Linked DNA regions of Mus musculus: regions 1 and 2 are each linked to region 3. Evidence: chromatin contacts called from public promoter capture Hi-C data. All regions are on one chromosome and are shown on one strand. Each heading gives the region's core, a stretch centred on a gene start, on an enhancer-like site or on the middle of the called end of the contact. The rest is flanking DNA. Distances are from core to core; before and after follow the strand shown. Region 1 holds the start of Cldn3 (claudin 3). Region 2 holds the start of Srrt (serrate RNA effector molecule homolog (Arabidopsis)). Region 3 holds the start of Rasa4 (RAS p21 protein activator 4).

Region 1 (4,937 bases), core at 869-3,368, 1.1 Mb after region 3:
AAATTTCTAAGTGTTAGAGAGGCCAACCTTGAACTACATTTCCACCTACACTTTCCAGACGATGTCACCCTTTTAAAGCCTAGGAAGCCAGGGACCTGTCCCCCTCCAAGAGCCCCGCCTCAGTTCCCTTTACCTTGTCCAAGAGGTGCCTCCAGTCTCAATATTGTTTAAAGCTGGGTCCCTCCCTCCCTTGAGGGCACTGGGAAGAAGGTGGGGTGGCCTTTCCCCTCATCTCTCCACCTCCAAGTCAGAAGACTTTGCCAAATGTCCCTTTTAGGTGTCCCCCAACACTCCCAGTGCTGGGAATGGAACCCAAGCCCCATGCATGCTACACAAGTGTCCTACCACTGAGCCACATCCCCACCGTCTGTCTGAATGGCAGTCCTTTAGGTGAGGCATTTGGTCTGAACAATAGGTCTTTTTGTTCCACGTCTCCAAATATGAAATCTCGGTAGAGAATGTAATTCTTTAGCTTGCACATCAGCTACCCCAAATGCCCGGAGCAAGGCTGTGGATACAAGCACAAACCAACTAGGCTGTCCCAGAGAAGAGTCCCTGTGTTCTTCCCCTTGCCCCTCTCCAGCAGAGTTCCTCATACGCCCTCTGGCTGGATTGCTAGATAAACCTCGCTCGCCATAGGGTCTGTGGAGATCAGTGCTGGGATATCTCCCAAGTGTTACCCACCTAGTGAGCACAAAAACTCATGTGTACCCCCACTTTCTCCTTACTCAACCTGTGAAGCTGTTTAAAGCTCGCTGCCCGTGATGAGGGCTATTCGAGGGACAGTCCCCAGCAGGTGCCCCGTAGGGGAGGTGGTAGCCTGTGCGGTGGCGTTCAGGATAAGGAAGCTCCAGCGACTGCAAAAAACGAAAGACTTTTATTGAAAAATATGAAATGGCCCGTTTCATGGTTTGCCTGTCTCTGCCCACTGTGAGCTTCTGCGGGGCTGGCAAGTAGCTGCAGTGGCCACCCCAGCCCAGTTCTTGGGAAGGGCGAGGTTTCTTTGTCCATTCGGCTTGGACAGTTCCTAGGCCCGGTAGTCAGGTGGCAGCCGGAGAAGGGGAGATGCCAGCCTGTCTGTCCTCTTCCAGCCTAGCAAGCAGACTGTGTGTCGTCTGTCACCATCTGGAAGGTGGGGTGGTCTCAGACGCGAGGCTGCACGCTGGACGGGTGGGGTTCATCGACTGCTGGTAGTGGTGACGGTACGGTCTGCGTGCACCCGGCCCCTCAGACGTAGTCCTTGCGGTCGTAGGCGGTGCCGGTACCGGTGCCAGGGCCGGTGGATCGCGGCGCAGAATAGAGGATCTTGGTGGGTGCATACTTGTCGCGCGGTGGGCAGGAGCAACACAGCAAGGCGCCCCCTAGCAACTGCAGCGCGGCGGCAGCCCAGCCCACGTACAACCCAGCTCCCATCTCCCGCTTCTGGGCCTCGGGCACCAACGGGTTATAGAAATCCCTGATGATGGTGTTGGCCGACCAGGACACCGGTACTAAGGTGAGCAGAGCCGCCAACAGGAAAAGCACTCCCGCCACGATGGTGATCTTGGCCTTGGCCGTCTCGTCTTGTACGCAGTTGGTACACTGGGCGCCCACGAGCGCCACGAGGAGCCCGAAGGCGGCCAGCAGGATGGACACCACGATGAGGGCTCGGGCGGCCTGCAGGTCCTGCGGCAGGGCCAGCAGCGAGTCGTACATTTTGCACTGCATCTGACCGGTGCTCTGCACCACGCAGTTCATCCACAGGCCCTCCCAGGTGATCTGCGCCGTGATGATGCTGCTGCCGATGAAGGCCGAAACGCGCCACATGGGAAGGGCGCAGCACACGATGGTGCACAGCCAGCCCAGCACGGCCAGCGACGTGCCGGTGATCTCCAGGCCCATGGACATGGCTGCTGGACTTGAACCGGCTCGGCCGGGCAGCTCAGGGGACTGGGAGACCAGGGATCGCGGCCGCTGGACCTGGGAATCAACTGCCCTTCGAAAACTGACGGACGTCTGTCGCCGGGAACGACGGGTGGGTGGCAAAGGACGGAGCGCGCTTAACGGCTCCTCTCCTGGGGCTCGCACAGAGACTGCCCCTGCACCTGCCTGTGGCTTTGGAGACTGGCTTCTGAGACTGGGTTGGCTCTGGGATGGGGTGGGTTGGACTTAGCTTGGTGCCTAGAGGAGGAGGGTGGAGCTCGCTCTTCTGGCCCAGGGGACAGTGACGTGTGTCCCGTCCAGTCCGGTCCGTCCTCCCCAACCCCCTTCACCATAGGAGAAAGGATTTGGCTAGAACCTCAATGCTGAAGTGTATGTGTTGTGTGTGGCGGGGGTGGGGGTGGGGTGGGAGAGTGTGTATCGAAGGAGGGCGGGGTCGTCTAAGCTCCCTCCCTTCCCAACCTCCCCAAGCTCCTTAAGCATAACGAATTCTCTAGAGCTATACAGAGTGGGAGGGGCGCTTCAAGGATTTGAAGTGCAAATCACCAATTGTAAACTGCTTGACTCTCTTGTCCCCCACCTCCGTCTTCTTTAGCGCGGGAGGCGTAGGATGGAGGCGCGGCCAATTCCTCTGGACAACCCGGACTGGGAGGACCTAGGTGGGGGCGTGGCTGAGGCTGTTTGTCGCCGTAGGTGGATGGAATTGTAGCACCTGCTCCAAGTCCCTCAGGCTTTGACACAAGCACTCTGGCCTTGTCCAAGTGCAACCTGATATACAGAACTCTGAAACCAGGGACAACGACCACCTGCAGAGCCCACTCTGCACCTCAGGGACCGGTGTTGAGTTCAAATTCTTGTCCAGCACCCTCATGTGACCTGGGCTGGTGGCAAGCCTACATGGCTTAGCTCAAATGCCCGCCCACCTAGAAGCTGCTTTCCCCCACGGAGGTTCTCTAGATGGAGTCTTGTTTTCTTTCCTTTGGGGGTGGGGGCGGGGCAGAGTGAGTACCAGGGTGAGTGAACAGTGGGAAAGAGATTTGATACACATGAGAAAAAAAAAAGACGTCTAGCCAGGTGTGTTGGCTCCTGCCTGAGGCTGAGGCAAGCAGACAGCTGTGAGTTCAAGGCCAGATACAGCGAAACTGTGTCTCACAACTCCTGTGCAGAAGCCCTGTGCAGCATGCCATGCCTGTAGTCCCAGAGCTTGGGAAAGTGGAGGCAGGCAGGAGTTCAAGACCATCTTGGCGACACGGAGAATTCAAAGCCAGATGGGCTACATGAGACCCTGGCTCAAACAAGCTACAAAGTAACACCAAAAAAGCCCCCAAAACACCAATTCCTTTTGCCTCCGGACACTGACTCCCCTGCCGCACACCTTGGGGTGGCGCATGCTCCGACTTCTCCCGTTGCCTCTTCCCTTCACCTCAGCTAGGATACAGCTCTTTTGGTTTAGTTTCCTATACATCCTCTTCGAGGACCCGTGCTTGGGGTCCTTTCTCCATGAGACACTCCTACAGCTCTCCGCATAGCTCACTGACCTCGCTTCATAGTTTCAGAGGCTGGAGATGGAGCTCAGTGGCTAGAGTGCTTGGCCAGCCTGCACGAAGCCTCTGGTCTGTCCCTGGCACGGAATAAACCCTAATAGATGGATGGCACTTCAGCAAGCACCACACCGAGATCCTCCCCAGCTGATTTGGAGGTCAGTGTGGGTGGCTTGGAACCCTGCACCCAAATAGAAACAGGACAACAAAATCGTCCCAGCTTCTTACCCACAATGCCACGTTCTTTTTCTGTTTTGTTTTGTTTTGTTTTGTTTTCGAGACAGGGTTTCTCTGTTGTAGCCCTGGCTGTCCTGGAACTTGTGCTGTAGACCAGGCTGGCCCGGAACTCACAGATCCACCTGCCTCTGCTTCCCATGTGCTGGAAGCACTGTTCTCTTTGCCACTTTGATACCTTTGTTTTCTTTCATATTTGACATTATCTAAAGTGGCCTCTGGCTTTCCTTTCTTCCCCCCTCCCTCCTTTTCTCTCCCTGCTTTCCTTTTTTCTCTCCCTCCCGCTCCCTCCTCCCGGTCCCCCCCACCCCGCCCCCTCCACTCCTCCCCGCCCCAGGGTGGCCTTAAACTCCAGGTTGTTTTGCCTCCCCTGCACAAGTGGCAAGCTTCTTTGTGAGAGAGGCCACGCTTGGTTTCTCATTTATTTGTTTCTTTGTCTCTGCTCCGGTCTGTTACCACCACCAGGACATTCAGAATGTTCCAAGGACAAACATTTTTGCCTGTTTTATTATGTGACACTCCCGATGCCTAGAACAGGGCTGGGTGCTCTGAGAGGTAATTGACTTAGCACTTTCCCTTGTTTCAGCAACCTGTCCTGCCAGGGCTCTATGTCCAGGGATGACCTCGTGTTGTGAGGGCCCCAGGGGCTTTGCAATTAGCTAGGAAGCTGAGATCCATCCAGCTAGATGAAGGCTTTCTGGAGGCAGATGGTCCAGAGGACAAAAGCCCTTGTTTTCAAGCTTGACAACCTGAATTTGATCCCTGTTACTTCAAAGATGAAAAAAAGCCCATTCTCCAAAGTAGTTCTTTGACCTCCCCGTGCTTGCTGCAGTACACACACACACACACACACACAGAGGAACAGACACCCACACTGACATACACTCTTATACATACACAGACACACACACTGACATACACTCTTACACACACACACACACACACACACATACACACACACTGATAAACACTCTCACATTTACATACATACACTCACATATACTCATACACACTCACACCTACACTCATACACACACCCACACACACTCATACACATACACTCACACATATTCATACACACACACACATATACTCACTTACTCACACAGGTACTCAAACATACACGCATGCACTGAATAACTAAATAAAATAAAAGTATAAACTTCATTGAGTTGGACCTATATTTTTTTCCTGGTACAGCCCCAACTCTCAGATCACAAATACTCAGACTCCACCCTCTTC
Region 2 (4,221 bases), core at 578-3,077, 1.2 Mb before region 3:
TACCTGGTGTGCTCATCGATTTCAATTTTCCATGCCATTCTCCAGAGGGAGGCATCATCTCGGATCCTATGTTTACTTACGATGCTGACCTGCTCGGTGCATTTAGCCACAGTGCCGTGACATAGGCCAAATGTCAAACAGAGGTAGTTCTCTAAAGGACAAACTGTAAAGTATCCCAGGCTACCCTTGGTTTGAAACATTGCTAGATAGCTGAGGCTGTTCTCGAACCCGGGATCCCTCTGCCCTCATTTCTGCAGTGCTGGGGCTGCAGGAATGTGACACTGCACATGGCTACTTTTCTTGTGGGGGATGGAGGGTGCTGGGGATGGGCCAGAGACTCATATATGCTAAGCACATGCCCACCTGCTGAACAGCACCTTCAGTCTCCCTCTCTCCTTTCTTAGCTTATTTCTTCCTAAACCCAGGTCCTGTCATACGGTAGGCAAGCATTCTATCATTGAGCTGTACGACTCTCATTGCTTCCCTCCTCTTCCTCCTCTACTTCTTTCTTGAGACGGGGCCTTCTTTCTCTGTGTAGCCCTGCCTGGCTGGCCTGGAACTCCCTTTGTAGACTAGGTTGGCCTCCAACTCAGAGATCTGCCTGCCTCTGCCACCAGAGTGCTGGGATTAGAGGTGAGCGCCACCATGCTCCCATCTTCTTGAATTACGTGTGTATGAGCTGGTTGCAAGACTTAAATCCCAGTACTCAGGAGGCAGAGACAGGAAGATCTCTCAGTCTGAGGCCAACCTAGTCTACAAGGGGAGTTCCAGGCCAGCCATGGGGTACACAGAAACCTTGTTTTGGAACAAAATGATGAGTATATGTATCTGTGTATCAGTGTGTGGGTGTGTGTGCATCTGAGTGCAGTGCCCTTGCAGACCAGAAGAGGTGTCAGTTCCCTAGGCACTGGAGTTAACAGTCTGTGAGCAGCCAGCCACATGGGAGCTGGGACTCCAACTCTGATTTTCTGCAAGACCAGGAAGTGCTCTTACACACTGGACCGGCCTCTTTGGAAAATGTTTTTGAGAAAGGGTTTTAGAAAATTGTCAAGGCTGGCTTTGAACTCATTTTGCAACCCCTGAATTTGATTCTGCTTTGACTTACTGAGTAACTCGGGTTACGCCTGTGCCAACGTAACTGTCTGCTAAGTTTTTAAAATGCCCCCTTGTAAATACACCTTATTAGATGCTGGGATTTTTCATTCTTTTCTGGGAGCAAGACAGTGGCATGCTCCCTTGTTTAGCTTAGTATTCTATTCATGGAAAAGGGCTTACTGTTATCTTAGGGATTTCAACTGGAAACTAGTGGATCCTGGTGGTTGTTTCCAGACTGCAATGTAAAGACTCCCATTAAAGAACTGGGCATTAAGATCGAGGTTTACACTTTTGCATGAGTATTAGGCTCCTCTGTCCAAGACAAGCAGGAAGAACGCATTTTATAAGTAGCACATACTGTATTTTTTTGCAGGAGAAAATGGTGGGAGGAGATGCCTCTAAAATGGTTGCTTCTATGAATTATTCCCTAGACATCCATCGTCCCCAAACCCCTCGATAGCAAATCCGCCCTTGAGGAGGTCAAGAGGTGCCCCAGCCCAGGGCTATTGCAAAGCAACCTTTGGATGCAAACTAGCTCCTACCCAGGATACCTTACGGGAGTGACACTTAACTTCTCCAGTGCCCTCCTTTTCAAGTAGGCACGAGCACGTTCAGAAGGCCTGGCTTGGCCCAGCTCAACTTCCGTAGCTCCGAGAAGCTGGGGCGATTTTGTCGCAAAACCACGCGAGACTTCCGCGTCTCCACCCTCTTCCCGTCATTCTTTTAATCTCGGAGTTTTAGTTTGGTCCGGGGGTCTTGTTTTGTAGTTGGAGGCCGAGCTCCGGGAGTGACGTAGGACGCGCGCGCGCCTCCTTGCCCCCCCCCCCCCCCCGCGGTCCCGCTCTTCTCTTCCCCTTCGTCTCCGGGCTGAGAATCCCAGCGTCTCCTTCCAACCCTCTTTGTGGTCCATTGTCGCTCGTTCCGGTCCGCCCGGAAAACAAGCCCGCCGGCGCGCGCTTCCAACGGCCCCGACCGCTGCCAGGTGGGGGAGGGGAAGGAAAGGCCCGGGCGGCGGGATTGCGAGGAGAGGACCGTGCCCGGGGGCTTCGGGGGTGGACGAGGGGGAATCCGTGGGGACAGTGAAACTGTCGGAGCGATCGCCCTGCCCGGGATGGCAGGCCGGCCTCGGCGGGAGGGAGGCGGGCGTGCTGTCCCCGGGGGATTGTCCCTCCTCTGGTCCTTGTTCATCATCACCGTGTCTACCCGCCGCCGGGCCCCAGGCCTCCTCTGACAGCACCATGGGTGACAGTGATGATGAATACGACCGAAGACGCAGGGACAAATTTCGAAGAGAGCGCAGCGATTATGACCGTTCCCGGGAAAGGGATGAAAGACGGCGAGGGGACGATTGGAATGACCGGTGAGACAGTATTAACGTCCATACCCCGCCCCGTACAACCCTTCCGCGCCACAATTTTTCTTTTCGTTTCCTTTTTTGTCTTTACCTTACAAAATCTTATTAGGATGCAGTTTACCGTTGAGCCATTTCTGTAGTTTCAGTCTATTCACCGTTGGCTCAGATTTTGAGCTTTTAACCAAAGTGACGGTCAGTATTAGTGCTGGACAGGAGCTCCGCACAGCTGGTTGGACTGCATCTTCCGTGCAGGCTACATAGGGAGACACAATCTCAAATCCAAATATTAAGAAAGCACAAACTGACCAAAGTGAGATTGGCCCGAAACTCTTTAGGTAGCTCAAGATGACATTAAACTTCTGAATTAAGGAAGTATTCTACCACATCCTGTTTAAGAGTTTTTTGAAAGGATTTTTAAAACAGGTAATTGAGATAAGAAATGTGCAAGTGCATTTCTTCTTTTATATAATAAAACGTTCATGGGGGTTTGCTTACATTATGTCTATGCACCTCATTCGTTCCTGGTGCCCGAGGAGGCCAACAGAAGGCTTTAGATCCTCTGGGAAATGGGCAGGAAAGATGGTTGTGAATTGCTTTGTGGGTGCTGGGACTCAAAGCCTAGTCCTCCGCAAGAGGAGCCAACCAAGAGTGGTTAAAAGGAGTGCATTTAACTACTGAGCCAGCTCTCTACCTCTCTTCCTTTTTAAATCCAGAGGTGAAGTAAAAACAACAAAAACAAAGCCAGTTTAGTGAGTTAAGCGCCATAGCTCAACTTGAAAACAGATTTCTTTATTTTTAAAGATTTATTTGTTTGAGTGCTCAATTTGCATGTACATCTGCATGACAGAATAGGGCATCTGGTCCCTGTAGTTGTTGCTGGGATTTGAACTCATGACCTGGATAAGCAGCCAGTGCTCTTAACTGCTGAGTCATCTCTCAGTTTCTTTAGAGGGATTTGAAATGACTTTGAGATAGAATTTAAGAGGTTGAGACCAGCCAGGGCTACATGGTGAGACTCCCTTTCACGAAACAAGTATGAAATGAAGGGAAAGCCTGGAAAAGAGGAAGCCTAGTGTGGGTGTGATTGTGAGAGTGTGTGGATGGTATATGCAAATGAGTGTGATTTATGGGGCCTACAGCTAGAGGAACAAGCATCTGTGAGTGGCTTGCCACGTGTGCTAAGAGGAGCCGCACATGGGTCCCTTGTAGGATTAGCAAGAACCCTTAACCACTGAGTCAGTTCTCCAGCACGTTATCAAAAATTAATTATTTAGCTTTTGGTATGTTTTTTGAGACAGAGTTTCTCTGTACAGCCTTGACTGTCCTGGAACTCACTCTGTAGACCAGACTGGCCTCGAACTCAAGAGATCTACCTGCCTCTGCCTCTGCCTCTGCCTCCCGAGTGCTGGGGTTAAAGGTGTGCGGCACTGTGGTTTTTGTTTTTTTAATGTATAAGTGTTTTGCCTACGTGATTTCTGTGCACCACATTCATGCTGTGCCTGATAGCTGTAGGAAGCCAGAACAGTGTTGTATCCTTAGAGCTGGAACTGACAGAAGGATGTGAGCTGCTGTGTGGCTCCTAGGAGCCGAGCCTTGCTTCTTTGAACTCTGAGAGCCATCTCTCTTAGCCCCCTTGCCCTTTAGGTTTTGAGAAAGGGCCTCACGTAGAATAAGCTGACCTGGAACATAACACTCCTGCCTTAAGCCTCTTCAGGGCTGGAAATAGAAGGGTGAGCCACCATGCCCAGCTCACCTTAGTGCTTCTTTAAGAA
Region 3 (4,857 bases), core at 866-3,365:
TAAGGATAGCATCAGATAGGAAATGTGAGAAAGGCCCTGTAGGAGTTTTGGGGAGGGGGGCGTGTCTAAAAGGAATGTCAGAGGGTCTCTAATATTTAAAAGCAGGTTTAGTCAAGAGAGAAGGCCGAATGTGGGGATTGGCAGTTATGAGATGGCTCAAGAGGTGACTTTCAGTTCGAAACTGCATGCCCTCAGCCAGCTACCAGGTGCAAGCACGTGGATGGTGATTAGGGGTCTAAGAAGGGGCGAGTGGGGCAGGCTGAGAAGCAGGGCCAGGAAAGAGATTCCAGAATCAGGACACACGGCCCTGGGTGGCCCCTTTCCTGGGCGTGGAGACCTCTTCTCAGAGTCCCAGAGCCACGGGTGAGGCCCAGGTAGGCACAGCCCAAGAGCTTCTGGAGGTTGGCGCCAGAGCCAGCTGCTGGCAGGGATGGGGAGGAGGTGACAGACGGAAGGGGCTGCTCCTCCCAGCAGACACCAGCCAGAGGAAGCCAAGATGACCTGGTTTACCAATGCCCAGGGAAGGGAGGGGGGCCTAAGGGCTTGCGGGAGGGTGTAGGGGACTGAGAAGGCCTGGAGAGCTGGGGCCCGAGATCCCCTGTGGAGGCTCAACCAGCCTCCACCCTAGAGACCTAATTTCCACTGGAGCCCCTCCTCCCTTTATGCACAGAAACCCACCTTAAGTCAGCCCACCCTCCTCCCTCCCCATTGCCATGGCAACTGCTGAGCTGGCCTCTTCAGGCCCAGGGGGCCTTGAACTGGAACCGCTCCTGGCACTGAGAGTGCTGGGAGAGCCCGCCTGCCCGCCGGAGAGATGAACACACACACACACACACACACACACACACACACACACACACCTCCCCAATTCTCAGTTCTCTGTAGCCAGGAAACCCACCGGGACCCGGAGCGCACTTTGAACCCTAGGCCTCTGCCCCGCCCTTTCTTCGGTTTTATGATCGTGGCTTCTCCCCGACACTAGGATTTCAAGCACTTGGGTCCAGAAAGGGAAACTGAATCTTTGCAAATGAGGACATAAGAAAGCCACGAGACACGTTCTAGGAGTCACGCAGTTGACCTCGGGAACTCACTAAAAACAGTGTGACAAAGGGGTGTCCGAAAGCTCCCCAAATCTGGCGATGGATTAGAGGAAGCTTTATGAAGGACGGTAATGCATTTTAGGAGCCCTAGATTCACGACCTTGCTTTGACACCACCAGCTAACATTTCCTGTCTGTCGGCATCGGTTTTCTAATCTGTAAAGTGGTCCGAGGAGAAATGCCTTGCAGGGAGCGATTAAAGGGAGAGGCCCGGCAAAGTCAAGGGAGACTCTAAATCCTGCCTCTATGCATCCCTCCTGTCCCCTTGACCTACACCCCCACCCCCACTTTTCACACCTGCATGCCTTGCCCAAATGAATAGCGAATAGCGAACAAGTCCGGCGGACAACTCTTGGGGTTGTTATGGACTCCCAAACTACAGAGAGAGGGGGGGACACTCCGCCCCTTTCAGCCACACCCTGGGCAGTTCTTGCGATGCCATCCCAGTGCCAGTTTCAGTCTTTTAAAACTCCTGCCCCCCTATGAGCCCTGGCTTCCTGCTGTTCCCAGGTGGAGAAGCCCCTCCCTTGTCTCTAGCCCTCCGCCTCTAGCTTGCCCCTCCACTCTGTCAGGTATTCACAGCAAATCTCGCTGTCCCCATTTTCGTAGCCAGTCCCCCTCCGTGGCTGTACACGCCACATCCTCTCCGCTGCTCTCCTTGTGGGGAAGCCCTAAGGACCCCCCGCAAAGGTCAAGTATATAAAAGGGGATCCCATCAAAGTTGGGGTGGCCACCACCCGTACCCACTACTCACATGTCCTTGGCGGGCAGATTTTTCCCTTCTACGATTCGGATGGACAGCGAACTGCGCTTGGCCATTGCGGGTCGGCGACGTGGAGGCCTGGCGGGGAGGGGTTCGGACTCATGGGTCCCCTCTCGGGGTAAGGAGGGGGAACAGTGCGAGTGGCGCTGCAGGCAGGCGGGTGCGGAGGCCAGAGAGGGGAGCGCTGGGGCTGAGGGATCTCCGCTACTCCATTCACCCCTCCCCGCCCCTCCTGCGGGGGCGGGGAGACACTGCATGGAAGGACCAATCAGCGTCCTGGATGCCCAGAATGGGCGCGGCCTATGCGGCTTGCGTCCCTCATTGGCCACCTGGAAGGGAGGGCGGGCGGGGCCTGCCCCGAAGTGTAGCTGCTGGCACCCGGAGATTCTTCCACCACCAGGATCCCTCCTGGTGCTCTCGATTCTCAGAGAGAGAGCCCAGGCTCACGGAGGGACCTGGGTGTGCAGCATAGCTGCAAATCCATTAATGGCCGCACGCTGGGAGTAACTTGTCTGTGACAGACCTGGAAAGATGTGAAGACTCAGGCAGTTGGGAAAGTTTGAGGACATCAAATCTGGAAAACAGGATTGTTTGGGGCGTGTTTGTATTGTGGTTTCGTGTGTGTTCAGGTGTGCAGGTAGAGGCCAGAGATCACCCTCCGATTTCATTCTTCAAGATCCGTCCACCATTTATTTATTTGTTTATTTATTTATTTTTGAGACAGGGTTTTTCTGTGTAGCCCTAGCTGTCCTAGAACTCTCTCTACAGACCAGGCTGGGCTCGAATACAAAGATTCACTTGTCTCTGCCTCCCAAGTGTTGGGATTAAAAGCCTGCACCACCACCTCCAGGCTCTGGCTACCTTTTTAAAATTTTTGTTTTTTATTGGCTGATTGATTAGGGTGTGGCTTACATGTTGTGGTCCCAAGTGGAAATCAGAGGACACCCGCAAGAATCTTTTCTTTACTTTCACCAAATGGGTCCCAGGGATCAAATTCAGATTATCAGACTTGGGCAGGAGTCTTTCTACTGACCCATCTCCTCTGCCCCACCTTGTAAGACACAAGGTCTCTCATTGGCTTGAAACCTCCCCAGTAGTCTAGACTGGCTGGCCAGTGAGACTCCAGGATCCACCTTTCTCCATCTTGCCCACTTCTGGAGTTCTTTACAAGAGTTCAACACCATGCCCAGCTATCCATTAGTCCTGGGAACGAGTGATTCTTCTGCTTGCAAAGCAGTTTAGCAAGTGAACCATACTTACCTAGCCCTAGATCTGCATTCCAGCCCGCCATCGCTGCCCATACTGGTGACCAAACCTAGGTCCTTGAGTGTCCTGGTCAAAAATTCTGCTACGAGTGACATCATTTTATTCTTCTTTACCCCAAAATAAGATTCCATTGGGGATACAGACATACATACAGATTTTTTTTTTTTTTTGACACAGGGTTTCTTTGAGTAACCCTGACTGTCCTGGAACTCTATAAACCAGGCTGACTTCAAACTCACAGAGATTCCCCTCGCCTCTGCCTCTCCAAGTGCTGGGAATTAAGGGGTGCGTCATCAGCACCACTCCACCAGATTTTATTATGCTATGTGCACATATGCAGTACCTCTGGAGGCCAGAAGAGGGTATCAGATTCCCCCTGAAATTGGAGCCACCTACTGTAGGTGCTTGGAACCAAACTCTGGTCCTCGGCAAAAACACCAAGCTTTGTTAGTCTCTGATGGGGATCTCACTCTCTACTAAAATAAAATAGCCAAAAGTACCCCCAAGGAATTATTGTTTGTATGTTACTTAAAGACTATAAGATCGGGCTGGAGAGATGGCTCAGTGGTTAAGAGCACCAACTGCTCTTCTGAAGGTCATGAGTTCAAATCCCAGCAACCACATGATGGCTCACAACCATCCATAATGAGATCTGATGCCCTCTTGTGGTGTGTCTGAAGACAGCTACAGTGTACTTACATATAATATAATAAATAGATCTTAAAAAAAAAAGATTATAAGATCACTGAGAAGTGACTTGGTGGAGCAGTTCGTGATCTTCCTGTCCACTGATGGCTTGTCTGGGGAAGAGGGTCTCTGTGTGTAGCCTGTCCTGTCCTGGAGCTCAAGGCAAGCAAGCTTTGAACTTATGGTCCCCCTTTACTTTCCAAGTGGTCAGAATTACATGTGTGCACCACCATACCTGGTTTTAAATATGGCAAAGTGAGTGTTTCCTGTATTATTAGCCAAAGAGGAATCCAATCGGCATCCCATGGGGATGCATAAAAACTCACAGTTAGGTAGGTGGGTAGGGGGAGGGGAGGAAGATGGGGGGGGAGAGAGGGAGAGAGAAAGAGGGAGAGAGGGAGAGAGAGAGAATAAAATGCTGTAAAAAGCTAGGCTAAGCCAAGGGTGGGGGTTAGGAAAAGGTGAGATAGGCCTTTAATTCCACCTCCTTAGAAGGAGGATTGTAAGTTCAAAGCCAACCTGAGCAGCATAGGGAGATACTGTCAAAATAAAAAGGAAGAAAAGGGCCAAGAGTTTGGCTCAGTGGCGGGGAACTTGCCTACAATAGACCAGTGAGAGGGCAGGGATGCAGCCAGTGGCCAAGCGCTTGGTAGTGCGGATTCCAGGCCCAGAAAGAACAGAAAAGTAAAATCTAGATCACAGCCAGGAGCAGCGTGGTGCAGGTACATCACTGTGAACACTGACAACAGACCCTTCCTCACCATGCTGAACAAGATGCTGCTATACTCTGTGTCCCTCATGGGGTATGAAAGCCAGGGACAGTGGTCAGACCTGTGTGGGGTGGAGAAGGCAGCAGGCCCCTGGAAAGGCAGGGAGTTCCCTGACAGGCTACAGCATCCAGTGAAAAAATTTAAATAAAATAAAGTTCAATTTTCATTCCGGTTATCCATTTTGTGCGCATGTGCATGTGTGTGGCATTACACATGTATGGAAGTTAAATGGCAGCTCTTGGGAGTCGTTTCTCTTCCCACTCTGTGGAGTC

The links. Promoter capture Hi-C pulls out the DNA fragments that hold promoters and counts their contacts.
Region 1: a contact with region 3 is called in a promoter capture Hi-C map of neural stem cells. The contact joins the promoter of Cldn3 here to the promoter of Rasa4 in region 3. A contact is called at or near these places in 1 of 39 promoter capture datasets (neural stem cells) and 1 of 115 datasets of contacts at active chromatin or transcription factors (pancreatic cancer cells).
Region 2: a promoter capture Hi-C map of liver shows a contact between it and region 3, with 2.1 times the contacts expected there. The contact joins the promoter of Srrt here to the promoter of Rasa4 in region 3. A contact is called at or near these places in 3 of 39 promoter capture datasets (liver and pre-B cells) and 1 of 115 datasets of contacts at active chromatin or transcription factors (pancreatic cancer cells).

What each region holds. Positions count from the first base shown.
Region 1 is chr5:134,983,395-134,988,331 of GRCm38.p6, reverse strand. Cldn3 (claudin 3) reads right to left here and starts at 2,118. Exons shown (of 1, transcript NM_009902.4): 1 at 856-2,118. The coding sequence starts at 1,887. The coding sequence ends at 1,228. It overlaps Wbscr25 (Williams Beuren syndrome chromosome region 25 (human)), which reads left to right. Exons shown (of 5, transcript NR_026907.1): 5 at 742-899.
Region 2 is chr5:137,305,280-137,309,500 of GRCm38.p6, reverse strand. It overlaps Srrt (serrate RNA effector molecule homolog (Arabidopsis)), which reads left to right and starts at 1,827. Exons shown (of 20, transcript NM_031405.2): 1 at 1,827-2,077; 2 at 2,316-2,455. The coding sequence starts at 2,334. It also overlaps the pseudogene Gm43013.
Region 3 is chr5:136,081,174-136,086,030 of GRCm38.p6, reverse strand. It overlaps Rasa4 (RAS p21 protein activator 4), which reads right to left and starts at 2,115. Exons shown (of 21, transcript NM_133914.3): 1 at 1,854-2,115. The coding sequence starts at 1,918.